Regions from separate parts of the Mus musculus genome. Here regions 1, 2, 3, 4 and 6 are each linked to region 5. A link is a contact called in public promoter capture Hi-C data. All regions are on one chromosome and are shown on one strand. The core of a region is the stretch at or near the end of the contact, and the rest is flanking DNA. Distances in the headings are between cores, read along the strand shown. Region 1 holds the start of Odc1 (ornithine decarboxylase, structural 1). Region 2 holds the start of Ywhaq (tyrosine 3-monooxygenase/tryptophan 5-monooxygenase activation protein theta). Region 3 holds the start of Iah1 (isoamyl acetate-hydrolyzing esterase 1 homolog). Region 4 holds the start of Rock2 (Rho-associated coiled-coil containing protein kinase 2). Region 5 holds the start of 1110002L01Rik (RIKEN cDNA 1110002L01 gene). Region 6 holds the start of Cpsf3 (cleavage and polyadenylation specificity factor 3).

Region 1 (2,927 bases), core at 280-2,779, about 14 Mb before region 5:
CATTTTTGGTCAACTTTATGACTAACAAAAATAAGCAAGGTCACCACTCTTAATAAAAGCTTCTGTCTGGGCCTTATGAAATGGACAACAGCAAGTGGCCAAGTAAAACTCGTTTTTTTCCGTTGTGTGACCCACTTCAGTGCCTGCAGCCTACAGGCACGGAGGCTGGGCAATGGTTAGGAGCCACAATTTGCTCTAGCATGGGACACTATGAGAGGCCCACGGGGAAGAGCCTGCCATAAATCCAAATCCATGCATGGTTAAACATGTTAAGCCTTAATTTAACGAGACTTTTGGCAATGTCAACTTCCGTTAGCTGCCTAAACCTCTCCTAAGTTAAGACTAGAGAAGAGAGCCAGCCAACTCGTTGTATATCATTTACAACTGATGAATGGGCTTTGGCAGTAACTTTGTAATTTTAGGTCTTAAGTATTTTCCAGGCAACCTTCCGGTTTAAACACGAAAAGCTTTGAGATACTGTTTTGCCTTTCTGTAGCTTTGCCTAAATAATATAATAGATAAGATCTGAAAGAAAAATGTTACTAACACATTTTGGTATGGGAAGTAGCTAAATCGTGTCAGACAATTAGCACAAGAAGGTAACTCTGGAAGATATAAGCCAATTAAAACAGAAAAGAATTCCAATCAGTCAAAGTCTGCCCGATCTTAGGTTTGAATAAAACAAACCACTACATTCTTTGTCCTCTCCCAGACATTCCTGACAGGCTCTGCCCCCCACACTTTTTCCAGTTATTGAGGATTCTGAGTAGGGTTTCCGGGACAGCCGGGAACCCGTTTTCCCCTAAACCACTAAGTCATTCAAGGAGTTCTAATTCCAAGTCACAGCTGGTGGGTATTCATTAGCAGTGACTCCCAGACTAAATTTGGTCTACCAACTTCCACTCCGGGTCATCGCCTCTGCTCTGTACACGTAGTGAAACTAAAGAAAGCAGCAGGAAACTAACTGCAGGACCGCTGCTCGCGGCCGCGCTCCCCTGCACCTGCCGCGGGCTTGCCCTCCATCATCACCCGGGCAAGTGGAGCGCTGAGTCCGGCTGACGCGAAGAGGGCTCCCATGGGGGGATCCGAGGGCTTGCAGCCGAGGTCCAGGAGCAGCTGCCTTCAGGGCGGCGGCTCGCAAGGTCACCGGTCCCGGGCCACGTGTCCCCTGCCGGCGGCCGCAGTCCGGGCCTCGCGACACGTGGCCGCACATCCCTCCCGCGTCCCGCTCACCTCACAGCACGGTGGCCCGGCTGGCCTGACCCATGGAGGCGCCGCCGCCAAACCCCGAGGAGCGCCCGTCCGTCCGTCCGTCCGCCCGCCGCCGCCGCCCCGTCAGCCGCCTCGTCGAGCCCGCCGCAGACGCCGACCGGAGGTGGCGCCGAGCTGCTGGCTGAGGGCGGCCGGCGGTGGCGGCTGCAGGGACTGACAAAGCCCGACGGTGCGACGCGCCGCTACTTATACGCCGAGCACGTCGTCATGGAGACGCACCAGCTCAAACCAGCCGCGATCGGTTCCGGCCGGGAGGCGCGGGGGAGGGGCGGGGACTCCGTGGCGGCCAACCCGGGTCCCGGCGCCGGAGGCGGGGGACGCGGGCCGGGCGCGTCAGTGGGGCGGGGCGCAGCGCGTGCCCACCCACCCGCCCATACGCCCCGCGCTCCCCGCCGGGCCTCGTGTCGGACACGCCCTGCGGCAGGCCTGCGCACGCGCACCACATCACCAGTCCTGGCTGCCAGCATGCCGCAGGGCCCTATGGGCAGCGGGCGGGAGTCGGCTGGTGCATGCGCACATGTACCTGGTCGCCAGTCTCTCGCCCCCTACCTCTCCGCCTAGGCACACAATCTCTTCCCCCTCTCCAGGTCCTAACGGCTGAACCCAGACCTGGAAGACTAGCAAAATTCTTCCTCGGCTTTCCATTCAGGGGGTGGTATTCCCTAGCGGGGCAGGCGTATCGCAGATGCAAGCGGAGGATGGATGGGCCGTGAGCTGTGCGCCGGCCACATAGACTAGACTTGGTGGCGCAGACTGACCCTGCATCACGACCCTGTATGCCTAAGCCTGAAAGCTTGCTGAGAGACAAGCCCGCGGAGGCTGACCCGGCCACTCCGTGTTATGTTGGTGGCTTCCAACTAGATGTTAGGCATCAGTTGCATGCTAAGTACGCCTTCTATCTAAGCAAGGGTCGTATTGAAAGGCGTGTTAGGGACAAGGTAAGAGGTGGTGGACAGCCACCAGCTGTCTCTCTTATTCTGTCTTTCAGGGTAGCTACAACTTTGAGAAGCCTGAATGCGAACAGAGTCTGGGCAGTAAATTTGTATCCACCAAAGTTACATTGTTAAAGAACAAGTGGGACTGACTTACATATTCAGTATTGGAAAAACACACGAACACTACAATTTGTTACTATGTATACTATGTATACGATGTTAATGGTTTGTTAATTCTCAGTTAAAACCCCTCTCCCAGCCCAGACGTTGAGATACCATAGCAGTACCAAAAAACTAACTTGAATCACAGCAAAGGAAAAAACTTGAAGCTTTTCAAGGGCCTGAGCAGGGCCAGATGACCCACACCTTTAATCCCAGTACTCAGGCAGAGGCAGGCTTTTGTTTATTTGTTTTTTGTTTGGTTTGGGTGGTTTGTTTTTGAGACCTGGCCTCTCAGTTTAGCCCTGGCTTTAGTGGAACTCTACCTGCCTCTGCCTCAAGAATGCTGGGATTAAAGGTATGTTCCTTCTCTGACCAGCTAAATCTCTTAAGTTTGAGACCAGTATAGTCTACAAAGAGTTCCAGACCAACCACGGCTACATAGTGAGACCCTATCACAAAACAAAGTCAAACAAACAAACCCCACTGGCTTTTCTCCAGAGGTCCCTAGAGAAAATCCACAACCCAGCTCCACTCCCAAACTGTTGTGCAGTTTTGTGC
Region 2 (2,700 bases), core at 41-2,540, about 18 Mb before region 5:
CATCTCTTCAGAGCCCAGGTGGCAGTTTCATTCTTTGAGTCCGGTAGGACAGCCACCTCACTAGGAATTGGATTGAGGGCTAGGAAATAAGGGAGCCTATTTAAAGGAGAAAAATGTTAGCTGTGACCCTGAATACATGGCATCTGGGGCAAATGCTCTCATTTCAGAAGGGTGTTTATTGTGCAGAGAAAAACATGAGATCTTCACAAATATATCAGGAGAAAAAAAACCCATCACACACAAAAAACAAAAGCATGCATACATGCTTTACAGAGTACAAAGGTGTGTGTGTTCGGGGCAGGGTGTACTTAGACATTAATGTGGAAAAGTAGTAAAGAAATGTTTAAGAAATATGCTTCCGGGGATCGGGTAGTCACAGCTGTGTTTGTTCAAATCGTGCTTAATGTCATTTCCCCGTTTTAAAGAAATGCTTACCTGACGCTGCCACGCAGTCCTGCCCAGATCTCCTGAATCTACCTTTCCATAAGGGAATTGCTGGCTTTCGGGTGCCTGTGTGAAAACTTGAATTAAGCCACTTTCTCTGGGAACGAATCCTTTTTTAATGGGGATCAGGATATTTCTAATTTGTAGCCGAAACAGGAAAATTGTAAGGGTTGCATTTTAATGTCTTGGGGATACAAACCTTTGTCAAGAACAGGAAGGTAGAAGAAAGGAAGGCGCTTGTGCATCAAAAGGGCTAATTATCTCACCCCTGCCAAGTCCAGCTGCAGCCGCAGCAGCTCGAGAGCTGCAACGCCCCATCTGCAGTGGTTGCTGCTACAGGACACGCGGTCGCAGCCTCGGAGGTCGAAAGCACCTCCGGTCCCGTGCCGCACCCAGGAGTGCCGGGCTGGCGGGGAGGATGAGGGGAGTTGGAAAAGCATCGCCATGGCAACAGTGACGTCCATTCACCCTGGATCTAATTGGAGGAAACCCCGTGGCCGAAGCCGCAGCCTGCGGGCCAACCGAACCTACCCGAGCCGACCCACCCTCGGAGCCTCCGCTTCGCTTCCCGCCCCGCCCCCTGGGCCCCCTTCCGCGCGCTCGCCCCTCATTGGACAGAGGAGAAGCTAGAGGCGGGACTCCTTGGGGAGGTGCAGCGTTCTATTGGTCGGTGGCGAGCTCGTCGGCTCCGTGCTAGGCTGAGACGGGAGGGTCCTCGGCTAAAGCCCAAAGCAGATCAAAGTGGTGGGACTCGCGTCGCGGCTGCGGAGACTAGAAGGTGAGTGCGGACACAGCTCTGGGACTGCGGCTGCAACAGCCGCCGCGAGGTACCGAGGCCGGGTTGGCGGAGCACGGTCCTCATATCTGCTAGGCTACCGCGCGCCTGAGGTTCGGGCTGGGACGGGAAGGTGCGGCACCAACGGCCGCTTCCATCTTGGGCCGGGTGGGGCCCGCGCTCCGGCCTTGGGGAGGCGCGGCGGGCGGGCCGGAGGGCGCGGGCGGAAGGCGGCGGCCCCGTGAGAGGCCGGAGGACGCGCCGCCTCGTGCGCTGAGACAAAGCGGGCGTCCGGCTGCATTGTCTGACGCGCTCTCTCCTCGCTCCTTTTTGTCCTCGCCGGCGCCGCCCCGCCCCGCCCCTCGCGGCTCTCAGGAGGACTCCGGATCCGGCTCGGCGCTCGCCCTCGCTCGCCATGGAGAAGACCGAGCTGATCCAGAAGGCCAAGCTGGCCGAGCAGGCCGAGCGCTACGACGACATGGCCACCTGCATGAAAGCCGTGACGGAGCAGGGCGCCGAGCTGTCCAACGAGGAGCGCAACCTGCTGTCGGTGGCCTACAAAAACGTGGTAGGGGGCCGCAGGTCCGCCTGGAGGGTCATCTCGAGCATTGAGCAGAAGACCGACACCTCTGACAAGAAGTTGCAGCTGATCAAGGACTATCGGGAGAAAGTGGAGTCGGAGCTGAGGTCCATCTGCACCACGGTCCTGGTGAGTTGGCGCCGGCATTAGTGAGGGAGTAGGGCGGCGGGAGCGACACCCCTTTTGTGTGGTGTTCCCGATGGGGAGAAACCTGTGGGATAGAGAGTTTGTGATTTGAGCCCCAGGCTTCCTTCTTACCTGTTTCAGAGCTTTCTCGGGGGTGGGTAACTCTTTTTTTCCCAAGCTCTGGGGTACAAAAACTTGGGGGGAGTAGCCGCGTAGGCTTGCACAAGACTGAAAAAGACCTATTTAACCTTGTGCCAGGAGAGTGGTCCTGAGATCTGTAAGTTCTTTCATGTCGTAGAAGGCATGGGGACTTTTACCATAGAGATGCTAGAATTTCCCCAGCCCCCCAAGATTTAGGAGTGAAAAATCTAGACATGTTTTATTTTTCATGTAAGAATATGTTGAGCCTTTCCTTGCTAAAGAGGTGTGGGGGTGGGTGGGTGGATGAGTTCACTGGATGAAAAGGATACAGATAATTTGAAGAATACCATGCCCTGGTCAAATTTCACTATTTAATAGTGTTTGTTTGTTTGTTTTCTATTTGTTGCCTCACTTTAGTCCGGTGTATGGAAATGAAAGCATTTCTGGTGTGGATGGGCAAGGAAGGCTTTCCAGGTTTTGCACTATCCAGTCCCAACCGGGATGTTAACTGCTATGATTCACCCTTATTAGAGGGGGCACTTTTAAATCTTGAGTCATTCATTGCCCAGATCTCTTATTCAATAAAGCAAGTTTCTAAAATTTAAATAGCATGCCATAGAGTGTCAGATATTAA
Region 3 (3,017 bases), core at 195-2,694, about 18 Mb before region 5:
GTCCATAATTAACCCGTGTTCTGTGAACCTTATGGGAACGCTCACCCTGCCCAGACTCCTCATGTCCCTCAATGAGATATGAATTCCATACAAGGGTCTAATTCTATACATTTTAGTGGTGACTCAAGGTACATCTAAAATGGACTTTCCGATAGACGTTAACCAAACGGGTACAGAACGTTAGGAACCCACTAACAGGCTGGTTTGAAAGGTTCCAGGAAGGCAGAGCAGCCAATACAAGTGCTGCTGGTTCCCATGTGGTAGAAACTCGATTTTGTTGAACCTGAATTCCTTTCCTTTAACATGTATCCAGGAGGGGAAAGCTAGCAGATAAAAGCCTCCACCATTCACTCTGACTATGCTTCCCACCAGAAAGTAGCCAAGTACAATCTAGGAACTGTTCTTACCTGACTAGTCTGTCAGCCAGCAACGAGCCCCATCCACCCTGCTGGAAAGAAAACTGAAGAAAGAAGTCTGTTACTACCCACACAGCTATACACTATGGCATGGTGGTGGGCCAGGCCTGTTAGATGCAGACTCCGTTTAGACACTCCCAGGCTTCTTTCTTGCCTTCCTTGCTTGGGAAGGTATTTTGAGAATTACTGTGGCTTCACTTGGAAACTCTCTGGACATGAGAGGGTTTTACTGTGACCTAACATTAGAGACATTCGTTATCTGAACAGCAGAAAGCTCAACTATGTTGAGTCAGCTGACATAATGTTATCCCATTTCTCCACAGCTGAAAACTAAGGAAGCCTATGCTCTATTGATTTCCCTGACAGTCATGGCAATCCTCCAGCAGTATTGCGCCATCTCGCCCACTCACAAAAACTTAATGCCCAATATCTAAAAACAATGTTGCCAATTACTAGGGAAAGCCAAGCCCGCGTACGAGTAAATTGTGGAGAAGCGTCTTTTTTTGTTTTGTTTTGTTTTTTAATCTCCCTGAAGGAAGGCATCTTGAAGAATTTCCTCAATCGGGAACTATATGTTTTCAGATAGGGTTACTTTTTCATGCTGTTGAAAGCATTGTTTTCAAAAACCACTTGGTACTGGACCTAAGCCGCTTGAGGAAGAGAGGAGTGAACTAGTCGGTTCAAAGTTCAAAGTAGCTTCGGTGAAGAACCCGCAGGAGGTTGCAACCAAGCGAAGGCGGACCCTTTAAGCTCCCGTGCACCCCGACGCGCACCGGGCCATCCAGAGTCCGGGGGAGTCGGGCAGCTCGGGATCCGTACCGGCTCGCGGAGCACGGTGGGGTGGGGGAGAACCGCGCCTGGACTGCTCCGACACGCACGCGGATGCAGCCGAGGGTGCGGCGGGTACCTGCGTGATGGAGTCCCCGAAGAGCAACACGCGAGGCCAGAGCAGAGCGCTCCCGCTAGCAGCTCGCTCGCACAGCGACATGGTAGAAAGCCCAAAACCCCGCAGGGCTGCGCCGGATGTGGAGGAGCCTCGCGCCGTGGGCGGAGCTAGCTGCGGGCGGGGCTAGCCGTGGGCGGGGTGAGCCCCAGATCAAACCTCTTTGCACTCAGGTCTCCTGAAGCGAGTGTCCCCGGCCGGGTGAGTCCTGCCACCGGTTCACCCCAACCCCGCCTCTCCGAGACTGGGGATAGCTGTGGTGCTTGGAAATCTCGTTTTTAGCAGGAGCACTCGTCCATTTTTGGCCATGCCCAAGTGGAGGATTTCCTCTTCCAGTACTGGACTTGATGGGCACAGTAAAAGATAGAGGTGTCTAGGGACCCTCACTGTAGACCGCCTGACTTCACGGTATCACATGCCCCAGCTATTAAAAGGAAATTTCTAGTTTTATGTAATAAATTTTTGTATGTTATGGGGGCCCTAGGCTTTTGGTATAGGCCAAAAACATGGGAATTTGGCTGTTTTATAGAAATTTCATTTTAAGGAAGTCAGATTTACACTGTTAGCAAAGCACCGGAGCGTTTACACACCCAAGAGGGTAGGTAGACAAGACAGGCTACATGGGCGAAGTTCTTTGCCTTGATAGTGTGCTCTGAAGGAGAAGCACTCCCTTGAGAAGGGTGACAATCCCAGCAAGGAACTGAAGTGTTGCTATTTTACATAGATAGCAAACCTGGCCTCCAGGTTCTTTCAGCATCGCTGCTCAGCCCCTACCTGGTACCCTGCCCCCAACCCTGGACTGTCCAGCACAGGGGCTGGACTCTTCTGTAGTAGTCAATGAACTTTTTTTTTTAAGATTTGTTTATGTATATGAGTACGCTGTTCAGATGGTTGTGATTGTTGGGAATTGAATTTAGGACCTCTGCTTGCTCTGGTCCAGCCCCAAGACTTATTTATTACTATATGTAAGTACACTGTAGCCATCTTCAGACAGCAGATCTCATAACGGGTGGTTGTGAGCCACCATGTGGTTGCTGGGATTTGAACTCAGACCTTCAGAAGAGCAGTCAGTGGTCTTACCCGCTGAGCCATCTTGACAGCCCTGGGACCAGTGAACTTGATGGCCCAACAAACCTGCGTTTTTTATGTACTTGAATCTGGCTTGAACTGACTAATTTTAACATCAGAGAAACATCACTGAGCTCCACCCACTTTCTCCTTGGTCTGAATTTTATGTCCTTTAGAAAACCAGACTAATGAACTAACTCACACTACATCTGAGGCATAAAACCCCATCTCTGAATTGAACATGTAGATCCCATAACAGATGAGTCCTAAAAGTGGTGGTTTTAGAATCATAAGCCAAGGAATTGGGTAAGGGTGTGGAGAACAGGGGTTTCAAAGCTGTGGCACAACATTTGCATTCAACTCAAAACTCAGATTTGCCAGTACAGACCAGAGGAAGACAGACGGAGAGCTGAAGATTTCAGCATACACTGCGGAAAGTGCCTGGAGGCAGACTCAGTGTGGTGCTCAGGCAGAAGTGGCTCCCTTGAGGATTAGTTGGAGAATAAAGGACACATCAGTTGGTGGTCCTGCAGTAGTCAAGCCATCTGATGCAAAAGTAAACAGGCACCCCCGGAGAAACTAAGGTTATT
Region 4 (3,018 bases), core at 183-2,682, about 13 Mb before region 5:
CACATCCTATAGAGCGATACCCACACTCTAGTCAGTTCCTGCGCTGTGGCCAAACAGAACTGAGTCACTCTGCAAATGATTCCAGAAACCTCAAAGGATAACCAACGGCCTCAGAAGAAAAGTTAGTCAGTGGAAAGGGAGGAGACAGTTTTTCTCATCACAGAGTCACTAGGCTTCTCCTAGCAGAGCTCAGGTCTGACATGCTTTTTGGCACAGAATGCCTGATCACCCACCCTAAGTCTAGACCTCCAAAGCTAATAGCCGGAGTATCTTTTTTTTTTCCGACTTCTCCTCAGGGTACACGTTCACACCACTTTTTCCCATAAATGCAACTCTAGGTGCACACTAATCAAATTCGTTTGCCAAGCATAATCGCTTCCCTCAACACGACCAGAAGTATACCAGCATTCTACATGGCATTTATTGTAAATCGTGTTCTTTTCTTAACCGAGCTCCAGTTAGCTGCCTTTTCCAAGGCTCTTAATTTGGATTTTGAATGCTATGGGAAAGACAAGATGAAGGGGAGAGATTTATCCCATTCTACAATTCAGACTCATTTCTTGGCTTCAGAGCAACAATCTCCGGAAATTTAATTTACATAAATTCAAATGTACTAAATAGCTACTATGGAATGTCCAAGAGCAACTGAAAGCAGCAAACTTGAGCTAGCTGTGCGTTCCCAGCTTCCTGACGAGCTCTTTGTCGTGTGCCCCCGGTGGTACTCCCAATAGGAAGAGCGTCGGGTTTCTTTCTCCCTGGGTTTTCACCCTAGCTCCCACACTGCGTGACACTTTCAAATTGGGTAGCCCAGTGTAGGAAGCACAGCCAATCCTCCACCTTTCCGCCCCAAACCAACTGGGTAGGCGGGAAGGAGACCAGGGGTGTTTCCTCCCTGCGCGCTCCAAGAACGGGGGCGGCCGAGATGACACTCGCTCGGCAGGGAGGTGGACCCGAGAATCCCAGGTGGGGTCTCCACTCTGGAACCTGGGTCTCCAGCTCCCCGGGCAGCCGGAAGCGGGGCGGGTGGGCCGAGGGGGGACCAGGCAGGGCGGGGAGTTCCCTCCCTAGCCCGCACCTACCAGCAGACTCTCCACGTTGATGGGCGAGCGAGGGTCTCGGATGAGCGCCTCCAGCTTCCTCTGACGGCCGGCGCCCGCCCCGTCCCCCGGCGCGGTCTCGGGGGCGCCGGGCATTTTCCCCGTCGGCGGGGGCCGGCTCATGCCGCTTCGCCGGGCCTAGCGCCGCCCGCGGAACCTCCGCCCCGGCACGCCGCGCGCCGCTGTCTGAGGAGCCGCCCGGCCCGGCCGGGAGCAGCGAGGCACACGGCGTCCCCGCCCCTCAGCCGCACGCGCGCCGCCCGGCCCGTAGCGAGCTCGCCAGGACCCGGCGGGCGGGAGCGGGGAAGGGGCGCCCGCGCCGCACCACCCCGCCCTCGGGGCTCAGGCCGCTAGGGCCGTCGCCCGTCCACCCGCATATCGCCGCCGGCCGCCTCGCGCGCCCACACGCCCGCTCCCCTCACACGCAGTCGGAGCCGCGTCCCTACTCGGCCGCGCGCCGCCGCTACCCACAAGCCCCTCCGCCCGCGGTCGGCTGCGCGCGGCCCGGCCCCGCCCCGCCCACCCCGGCGCGGCCCCGCGGCACGCCCCGCCCCTGGCCTCCGGCCACGCCCCGCCACCGGGCTGAGCAGCCAGGCTTCTTTTCCGTTCCCGCCGCCTGGCTAGTCTCCCTGCCTCGTCGGGCCGGTTCGCGGGACTGGGAGGCGGGACGGATGGCAGCGCGGTGCCCCGTGGTCCCCGTCGTGTGTCCCACGTCGCCGGCCGGACCCAGAGGCCTAGTTGACGTCCGCGCCCCCCGCCCGCTGTGTCCCGCTGACTCAGCGCGCAGCTATGCAAGCCGCGCCGAACTGCTGCGCCCCGGGTCAGCGCCCTTCCCAGGCCTGGTGCGCCTGAGGCCTGCGCCTGGGGCTCCCAGGGGGCGGGGAGGCCGCGCCCCTAGCCCGCGCTAAGAGTGTGGGACTCGTTTGAATCCTGTTGAGTCCCGGAGCTGGGAGGCCTGGAGGAGTTGTTTCTGCCTCCGGGTCATAAATCCTAAACTCTCAGAAACCTTTGTGCCCTTCCCTGACCAAGGTGCCCGCCTGGCCTTAGACCTTAGACACTGGCCAGGCGGAGGGAACAGGAGGCAATAAGGAAGCGCTTCTGCATCCGCGGGGCCCTTGCTTTTGGAGAGTGAAAGAGAGGGGCTGCTTCTCCGCATTCCTGCCCTCTCCTTGCCCCCTAGCCATTGGTCAGATCCTCTCAGGGCGCAATCGGAAAACTATGTGCCAAGAGCTATAAAACTGTTCACAGAGCCCCTTTGACCCAGTAAGGCCATTTAAGGAAGTCCAAGTGTAAGGAAATGATCCGAAAAGAGGAGGACTTTGCGTGGAGATGTTTACAGCAGGGCTATTCAGAATGTTCGCAATGACCAAAACCCTGGGAGTGGACCCAATCTTCCAGCAGCTGAATAATCCAAACAAGCTCTTGTCATATTCACGGGAAGAATCCTACGGGTATTGCAAGCCGGTTGAGACTAGGGAAAATTTACCGGAAGTGAAAAAATGCAAAGGGGATTATGAACACTTTGAAATGAGCAGCTAAACAAGTGAGAGAACACACTTGCTCCTAACTGAATGGGATTTTCCCCCCACTTCTAAAGATGTCAAGTAGGGTGGTGGCCTCATAGGTCTTTAATGCCAGCTCTGGGGAGAGACAGAGGCAGGAGGGTTTGAGGCTAACCTAAGTCTAGAGAATGAGTCCCAGGACAACCAGAGCTACACAGAGAAAACTTGTCTTGAAAACAACAACAAAAAAATGCTAAAAAGCATATTGAATTTTTAAATTTGAAAACTTGTACTTATGGAAGCTAGAGTGTAATGCCCCTGAATAGTGAACTGTAGAGCTCCCTGGGGTGTCAAGGTAAATATGCAGGTAGGCTACAGCCCTGGCCTGGCCAAAATTGCATGCACTTCACCCAGCGCAG
Region 5 (2,934 bases), core at 93-2,592:
AATTGGAGTGAGGGGCACTAATCACAACTTCATTGGTCCGGTCCACTTTCACTTTAACTTAAAAAAGAAGAAAAGAAATGAAAAGAAAAGAAAAGAAAAGAAAAGAAAAGAAAAGAAAAGAAAAGAAAAGAAAAGAAAAGAAAAGAGGAGGGGAGGGGAGGAGAGAAAAGGAAAGGAAAGGAAAGGAAAGGAAAAAGGAAAGGAGAAAAAGAAAGCCAATAAACTACACGTCCCACCATGCATTGCAGCCTTACTCAGAGTAGGTCTCTACGGAAACAGAAAAAAAAATTCTGAGTCCCACCTGTTACTTCGTTTCTAAACACCTCCTGCACTTTCAGCTCTCACAGCAAACACAAAAGCCTCGTGACCTCACATTGGCTCCCGGAGCAAGATAAGCGGGGGCCCCGGTCTGGCAGCACCTCTGCCTCGACAGGAGAACGCCACCGAGCTCAAGCGCTCCCCTCTCCTTTCCGGGGCTGGAAGCACGCACAAACCGCCTCCTGTCTGCATCCAATCGGGGCTCTCCGAGGCGCACAAGGGAGAAGAACCGGTTACTGGGCAAGCACAACACACAGGGCCGAGACAAGGGGTAACAGTGTAGGGGCGACAGCGACATGACCCCGAAAGGCAACCTCACAACACCGAGGAGGTCCAGTCGTAGCCACCGCGAGAAGTCGCAGTCGCGCGACGGATTCCTCGCGCCGACGCCTCGGTCTCCTCACGGCTCTCCAACGCGCCCGTAACTGCCGCTCTCTGCGCGCGCTTTCCTGATCCTCAACCCGGTCGCGGGGCCAAGTGACCTCCCTTGCCTTGCGACGGGTGGCCGGCGAGAAAACGAACTCCTGCCAGCCTTTCTCTCTGCTCCCTCCTCCTTACCGTCTTGGCGGCCTCCGCCCAGGTCCTGCCCTTCTTCCTACGGCCCTTTTCCCTCATGTCGGTTCTGACTGACTGGGAGGCTTCCGTGCCCCGGCTCCGGCTGCGTTCCCTCGCCTGCTGCGCCCTGCACTGCTTTTCCCGCGGTGCCAGGAAAGGTGGGAGAAAGGGGAAGTCGGACCCGAGAAGCAACTCAGCGAGCAAGCGGCCGCGGAGGCGCGCAGTGGCGGGGGTAGGGGGCTCTACGGGGTGGCCGGTCCTGCTGCCGCTGCCACTGCTACCGCCGCTGCCATATTGGGTTCTTACTGTACAAGCAGCTTCTGTGGTCACGTGACCCCTGCCGCGCGGCCGTCACTACTGTACGCTGCAGGCCGCGCGAACGAGCGCGCACTTGCGCGCGCCCCCAGCCTCGGCGTCGGACCGGCAGGCTGCAGCAGTTAGCCACGCCCCTGCACTTCCGGTGTCTCCGCATCGAGCCCTTGCGCACGACGGAGGGCGGCCCATGGTCTGTGGGTCGGATGTCTGGCGGTCACACCCGCCGGGAAGATCTTCTGGCGGAAACAGAATCTGCTCCTTTCGGGAAAGGCTGATTGCGCGGTTACGTGCAGCGTGTGTTGAGGAGTGGCTCTGGAAACTTAAAGAGCCCGACGATCAAGTGATCTTGCCAACTACCGTTTTAATCAGCATGTTTTATTTTGTTGTGGTACAGGCTCAGGTAAGGCGGACCTTAAACTCCGAACTTCTGTCTCCCATTACTGGTAATTACAGGCATGCATCGTCTTGTCCTCAAGTTCATTTTTTACAAAGCTTATCTTTTTGAAGACGTACCGCGTGCAGTTCTTGTCTATTATTAATCTGATTAATAGATGAGACAGGTTAGATTGATTTACCAACTCTCTAGTATAGGATGTGAATATACCAAAAACTAAGTTGTTAGCTACCAAGCCTTGTCTCGCAAAGTAAATAGACCTTTTTTAGGCCAACAGAAACCACGTTTATGGCTCAGAGGATAAGTGCACTGACTATTCCGGAGGTTCTGAGTTTAATTCTCAGCAACCACATGGTGGCTCACAACCATGGGATCCGATGCCCTCTTCCGGTGTGTCAGCTACAGTGAAGACAGCTACAGTGTACTCATACATAAAATAAATATTTTTTAAAAAGGAGTTTAGAAATCGCATTGTGTTTTTACATGTGATTGGTATCATCAAAGAAGTATGTTTTATCTCCCTTGGCACAGAGCCTATATGTATCAGGAATCCGTTAAATATTTGTTGAATGGTTCAGCTATGTCTAGTCAAGAAACTATTCACTCTTCATAATGTCAGTAACACCCTCCTGAATATCCAGAACATTTTATCTCTGATTATCTGTTCTTGTAAACAACATAGAGGAGAATGCACAGCGGCTAGGGATGTGGCTCAATGCAAGCTCTCCGCCTCCCATGGGTACTGGGGATTGAGCCTGCAGGCTAGCATAAGCCTTCTACCACTCAGCTGTACTCCAGCCATTCTGTTGTTTTTACATAGGCAGCGTCCCCCTAAATTATCCAGACTGTTCTTGAATTCGTTCTGTAGCTTAGGCAAGTGTACACGGATTTCTATCTTCATGCACACCAGAAGAGGGCATCAGATCTCATTACAGATGGTTGTGAGTCACCATGTGGTTGCTGGGAATTGAACTCAGGACCTCTGGAAGAGCAGTCTGTGCTTTTAACCGCTGAGCCATCTTTCCAGCCCCCAGCTTCGGCAAGTTTTGACCTTGCAATCCAAATTATTCAGCCTCCATAGTACCGGGGATTGCAGGCCTTCACCATGAAGGCACATCTCTAGTGATAACCTGTTGTCTAGAATGTAGGCGCTCCCTAGATGGGTTTCAGCAGTTCATAGAACTCCTTACTATTGGCAATATTTTCTCTGTCAAAATATTTTCTGTGTCATGGTGCATCCTTGTCATCTAAGCACTAAGAAGATTAGAAGCTTGGGTTATCCATAAGGTCTGCTACAGAGCAAGTTCCAGGCTGTCCTTCAGACACTGTCTCAAAAAAGAACCATCAACAGT
Region 6 (2,954 bases), core at 19-2,518, about 18 Mb before region 5:
CTGAAACAGATGTCAAAATGAGCACTGAGCACGGTCACTGGTATCACTGCACTGCCCAAGAGCAAGCACTCCTCACAGTGAGTGCTTTTTTCCACATGAGGAAGTGGGTTCATTGAGGCTACTTCCGTATTAAACAGGAAGACTGGGTTTCAGGTCTGACACCAACGTAGCTGTCTATTTTCACAAACTCATTCCAGCACTCCCCACTTTACAATTTCACCAAAGGCGTGAAATCAATGAACTCAGCCCATGCCTGGTGATTTTGTTTGATATTTGCTTAGTGTATATAGGGAGATGACAGCATCACTTGGGTACATTCATTGGTAAGTGCTCAGTAAATCTTACTTTATGAGTGGGTAAAGGAGATAGTTTCCGGCCTTTGAAAATGTACACATTCATGTGGTGCCAAATAGTGTCTCATGCTGAACAACAACCACGTGTATTGGATGAGTCTCACCGCTCATCCAGTACGTTCTGCACCTTTAAATGTGTGAGGCAATTCTCTACAAAATATTCCAGAACGCCATTTCCACTAAAACCAATCTTTTATGGTGATTTAGCTCTTAATTTCTCGCGGAAACGCCTCAGCTTTCCCCTCTCCAATTTCCTCCTACCTTCTGCTAAGGTCTGAGCTCTCAAAGTACATACACCACGTCTTTAATTTCCCCGCCCATCTGAGCACGTGTAGGGTCCTGGAAAGGAGGCAGATGCAGTTCTTCCTTGCAGTGTCCTCTATCTGTCGGTTCCCTCAAGGCTTGCTCTGATGTACGAGATCCAGACTTGTGTTAATTGGCAACCCTTTCTTTATGAAAACACCCAATGACCTGGATTTTTTTTCCCCAAAATACCCTCCCCGAGACTGAAGGAAAAATGACATTCAACCTAGATAGCCCATCGATCAATGTTCTCCAAATCCCTTGAACCTGAGAGGCTGGACCCGCAGCTGCCTCCGCGGGGGTCCCTCCAGGCTCTCACACATACGGGGAGGGGGGCTCGCTCCCTCTCTAGCGCATCCCTTACAGGGGTCGGATCAGCAGCTGGTCGCTCTCCTCTGCAGGAATCGCAGACATCCTGGCAGTCTCAGGAGCAGCGTGGACCACGAACTCGTCGCCGCAGTCTCTAAATTCAAAGCACAGCTACTGCAAACCAAAGAAGAAAAAACCCCCACCACCAACACACAACTTCCGGCGCTCTAGCGTTCCCGGAGCTAGATTCGGCCCTCCAACTTCCGGTTCGAGAACGAGGTTCTTTAGGTTCCCGGAGGTGCGGTTAAGGAACTGGAGGCGCGGCCTAAAGACTGCGCCTGCGCATGATAGGGGCGTGGCCCAGCGGACCAGGGCAGGAAAACTGGCAAAGCCGGAGCTGGAATACGAACTGGAATAACCTACCGGCCGCCGCCGCTGGACCATCCCACACCCCGCGAGACCGGGGCGACCGGGGAACGAGCCGAGGAGGCGAGGTGAGAACCGGGCCTCGCCTCAGCCGGGCCAGAGGGTGCGGGTGTGTGGGGAGTACCCCGCAGCCCGCCGTCCTCCCATTCCCTCCACGTCCCGAGGCTGAGGCACCGACAGAGTGCAAACCGGGGAAAGGAAGAGGAGCTCGGCGCCCGGTCAGGGAGGGACCCGCGTTCCCGTGACAGGTCTACCGCCTGCCTCCCCGGGGACCAGGCTCCGCAAGACCCTGAGGCCTCCCTCTGCTTGTTGCTGCACCCAGGTGGGGTTGGAGTTAGCTGTCTACATCCTCACTTGTGCGAGGCATGTGTGCAGAGCTTTGGAAGCCTGATCTTGTCGGGGTCCCCAAGTAAACTTTGTGATGTGGGACAAGTTATTGAATCTCTGGCTTGGTTGACTCACGTGAATGCAGCTGGGCGTTCTCACTGCTCGGAAGGCTCCGATGACCCTAGGGACCGGCTGCTCCAGATGGGCCAGAGTGAGGGCTAGCGGTTTCTGGAGCATCTTGGCGACGTTATTGGATATCACCTCCTAGGGCAATTGTCAGAACCCTGTAACGAGTCCTCTTCCGCTATACTGTCTATCTACTGAGAACCAATTCAGCCTCGCCTTGCACTAGTTAGTTGAGGGAGTGGGAGTTTAAAGAAGAAGATGACATTTTAATGCTGTGATCTGATGTCTTTTAGTCCAACCTGAAAGTCCAAGGAAGGCTTTCTTTAAAAGGCCCGAAATAAGTTGTGCGAGGCAAGTAGTTGCCAAGGAACTTACAAAATGAGAGTTCTGTGGGAGGGAAAGTTAGATAGTATAAGAACATACAGGAGCTTAGAACCGCTCAGAACCAAAGTGGCTTTGCGTTCCTGAGAGATGTGTAGCTCATTGTTGAAGACAAGCTTGAGAGAGAGTGGTTGGAGAGCCCTGGGTGGGTTCTTGCTGGAGGGATTTGACCTTCCTTAGTCAAATCTTAGTAGTCAAATCTTAGTAGGACACCGGTGAACAACGGCCTAATAATACTGAGCTCTGATCTGTGTTTGAAAGAAATCATTGTTATCTTCTTTTCCTCCTCCTCCTCCTCCTCCTCCTTCTTTTTTTTTTTTAAAGATTTATTTATTATTATATGTAAGTACACCGTAGCTGTCTTCAGATGCACCAGAAGAGGGCGCCAGACCTCATCACGGGTGGTTGTGAGCCACCATGTGGTTGCTGGGAATTGAACTCAGGACCTTCGGGAAGAGCAGTCAGTGCTCTTACCCGCTGAGCCACCTCTCCAGCCCCCCTCCTCCTTCTTTTTGTGGCTAAAATGTGGAGGCAGACCTTAGAGCCACAAGGAGTTCTGTAGGACAAGATCATTCATTCAGAGAGCTGACTCAGTGGATAAGAGCATCTACCTGTCTTATTGAGGATCCAAGTTTTGGTGCTTGTGGCTCAACACCAGCTCCAGGGGCAATCTACTCCTACACACACCTTTTCTTTTTTTAAAAGTAAGGGCTTTTACCCACAAAGCCT

What was found. Promoter capture Hi-C pulls out the DNA fragments that hold promoters and counts their contacts.
Region 1: a contact with region 5 is called in a promoter capture Hi-C map of pre-B cells, with 2.3 times the contacts expected there. The contact joins the promoter of Odc1 here to the promoter of 1110002L01Rik in region 5. A contact is called at or near these places in 3 of 39 promoter capture datasets (cranial neural crest, maxillary cranial neural crest and pre-B cells).
Region 2: a contact with region 5 is called in a promoter capture Hi-C map of pre-B cells. The contact joins the promoter of Ywhaq here to the promoter of 1110002L01Rik in region 5. A contact is called at or near these places in 2 of 39 promoter capture datasets (cranial neural crest and pre-B cells).
Region 3: a contact with region 5 is called in a promoter capture Hi-C map of pre-B cells. The contact joins the promoter of Iah1 here to the promoter of 1110002L01Rik in region 5. A contact is called at or near these places in 4 of 39 promoter capture datasets (cranial neural crest, frontonasal cranial neural crest, pre-B cells and 1 more).
Region 4: a contact with region 5 is called in a promoter capture Hi-C map of cranial neural crest. The contact joins the promoter of Rock2 here to the promoter of 1110002L01Rik in region 5.
Region 6: a promoter capture Hi-C map of pre-B cells shows a contact between it and region 5. The contact joins the promoter of Cpsf3 here to the promoter of 1110002L01Rik in region 5. A contact is called at or near these places in 3 of 39 promoter capture datasets (cranial neural crest, maxillary cranial neural crest and pre-B cells).

Annotation. Positions count from the first base shown.
Region 1 is chr12:17,543,475-17,546,401 of GRCm38.p6, reverse strand. It overlaps Odc1 (ornithine decarboxylase, structural 1), which reads right to left and starts at 1,529. Exons shown (of 12, transcript NM_013614.2): 1 at 1,234-1,529. It overlaps Gm22748 (a small nucleolar RNA gene), which reads right to left and starts at 256; the gene lies at 121-256.
Region 2 is chr12:21,416,026-21,418,725 of GRCm38.p6, reverse strand. Ywhaq (tyrosine 3-monooxygenase/tryptophan 5-monooxygenase activation protein theta) reads left to right here and starts at 1,290. Exons shown (of 5, transcript NM_011739.3): 1 at 1,290-1,928. The coding sequence starts at 1,635. It overlaps Gm4419 (predicted gene 4419), which reads right to left and starts at 844. Exons shown (of 4, transcript NR_166748.1): 1 at 644-844; 2 at 436-510; 3 at 1-96.
Region 3 is chr12:21,314,819-21,317,835 of GRCm38.p6, reverse strand. Iah1 (isoamyl acetate-hydrolyzing esterase 1 homolog) reads right to left here and starts at 1,444. Exons shown (of 6, transcript NM_026347.3): 1 at 1,324-1,444; 2 at 408-460. The coding sequence starts at 1,404. It overlaps Cpsf3 (cleavage and polyadenylation specificity factor 3), which reads right to left. Exons shown (of 18, transcript NM_018813.3): 18 at 2,780-3,017.
Region 4 is chr12:16,893,392-16,896,409 of GRCm38.p6, reverse strand. Rock2 (Rho-associated coiled-coil containing protein kinase 2) reads right to left here and starts at 1,432. Exons shown (of 33, transcript NM_009072.2): 1 at 1,080-1,432. The coding sequence starts at 1,220.
Region 5 is chr12:3,425,155-3,428,088 of GRCm38.p6, reverse strand. 1110002L01Rik (RIKEN cDNA 1110002L01 gene) reads left to right here and starts at 1,342. Exons shown (of 3, transcript NR_030694.1): 1 at 1,342-1,588. It overlaps Asxl2 (additional sex combs like 2, transcriptional regulator), which reads right to left and starts at 1,232. Exons shown (of 13, transcript NM_001270988.1): 1 at 877-1,232. The coding sequence starts at 933.
Region 6 is chr12:21,284,611-21,287,564 of GRCm38.p6, reverse strand. It overlaps Cpsf3 (cleavage and polyadenylation specificity factor 3), which reads right to left and starts at 1,268. Exons shown (of 18, transcript NM_018813.3): 1 at 1,021-1,268. The coding sequence starts at 1,070. Itgb1bp1 (integrin beta 1 binding protein 1) reads left to right here and starts at 1,281. Exons shown (of 7, transcript NM_008403.5): 1 at 1,281-1,459.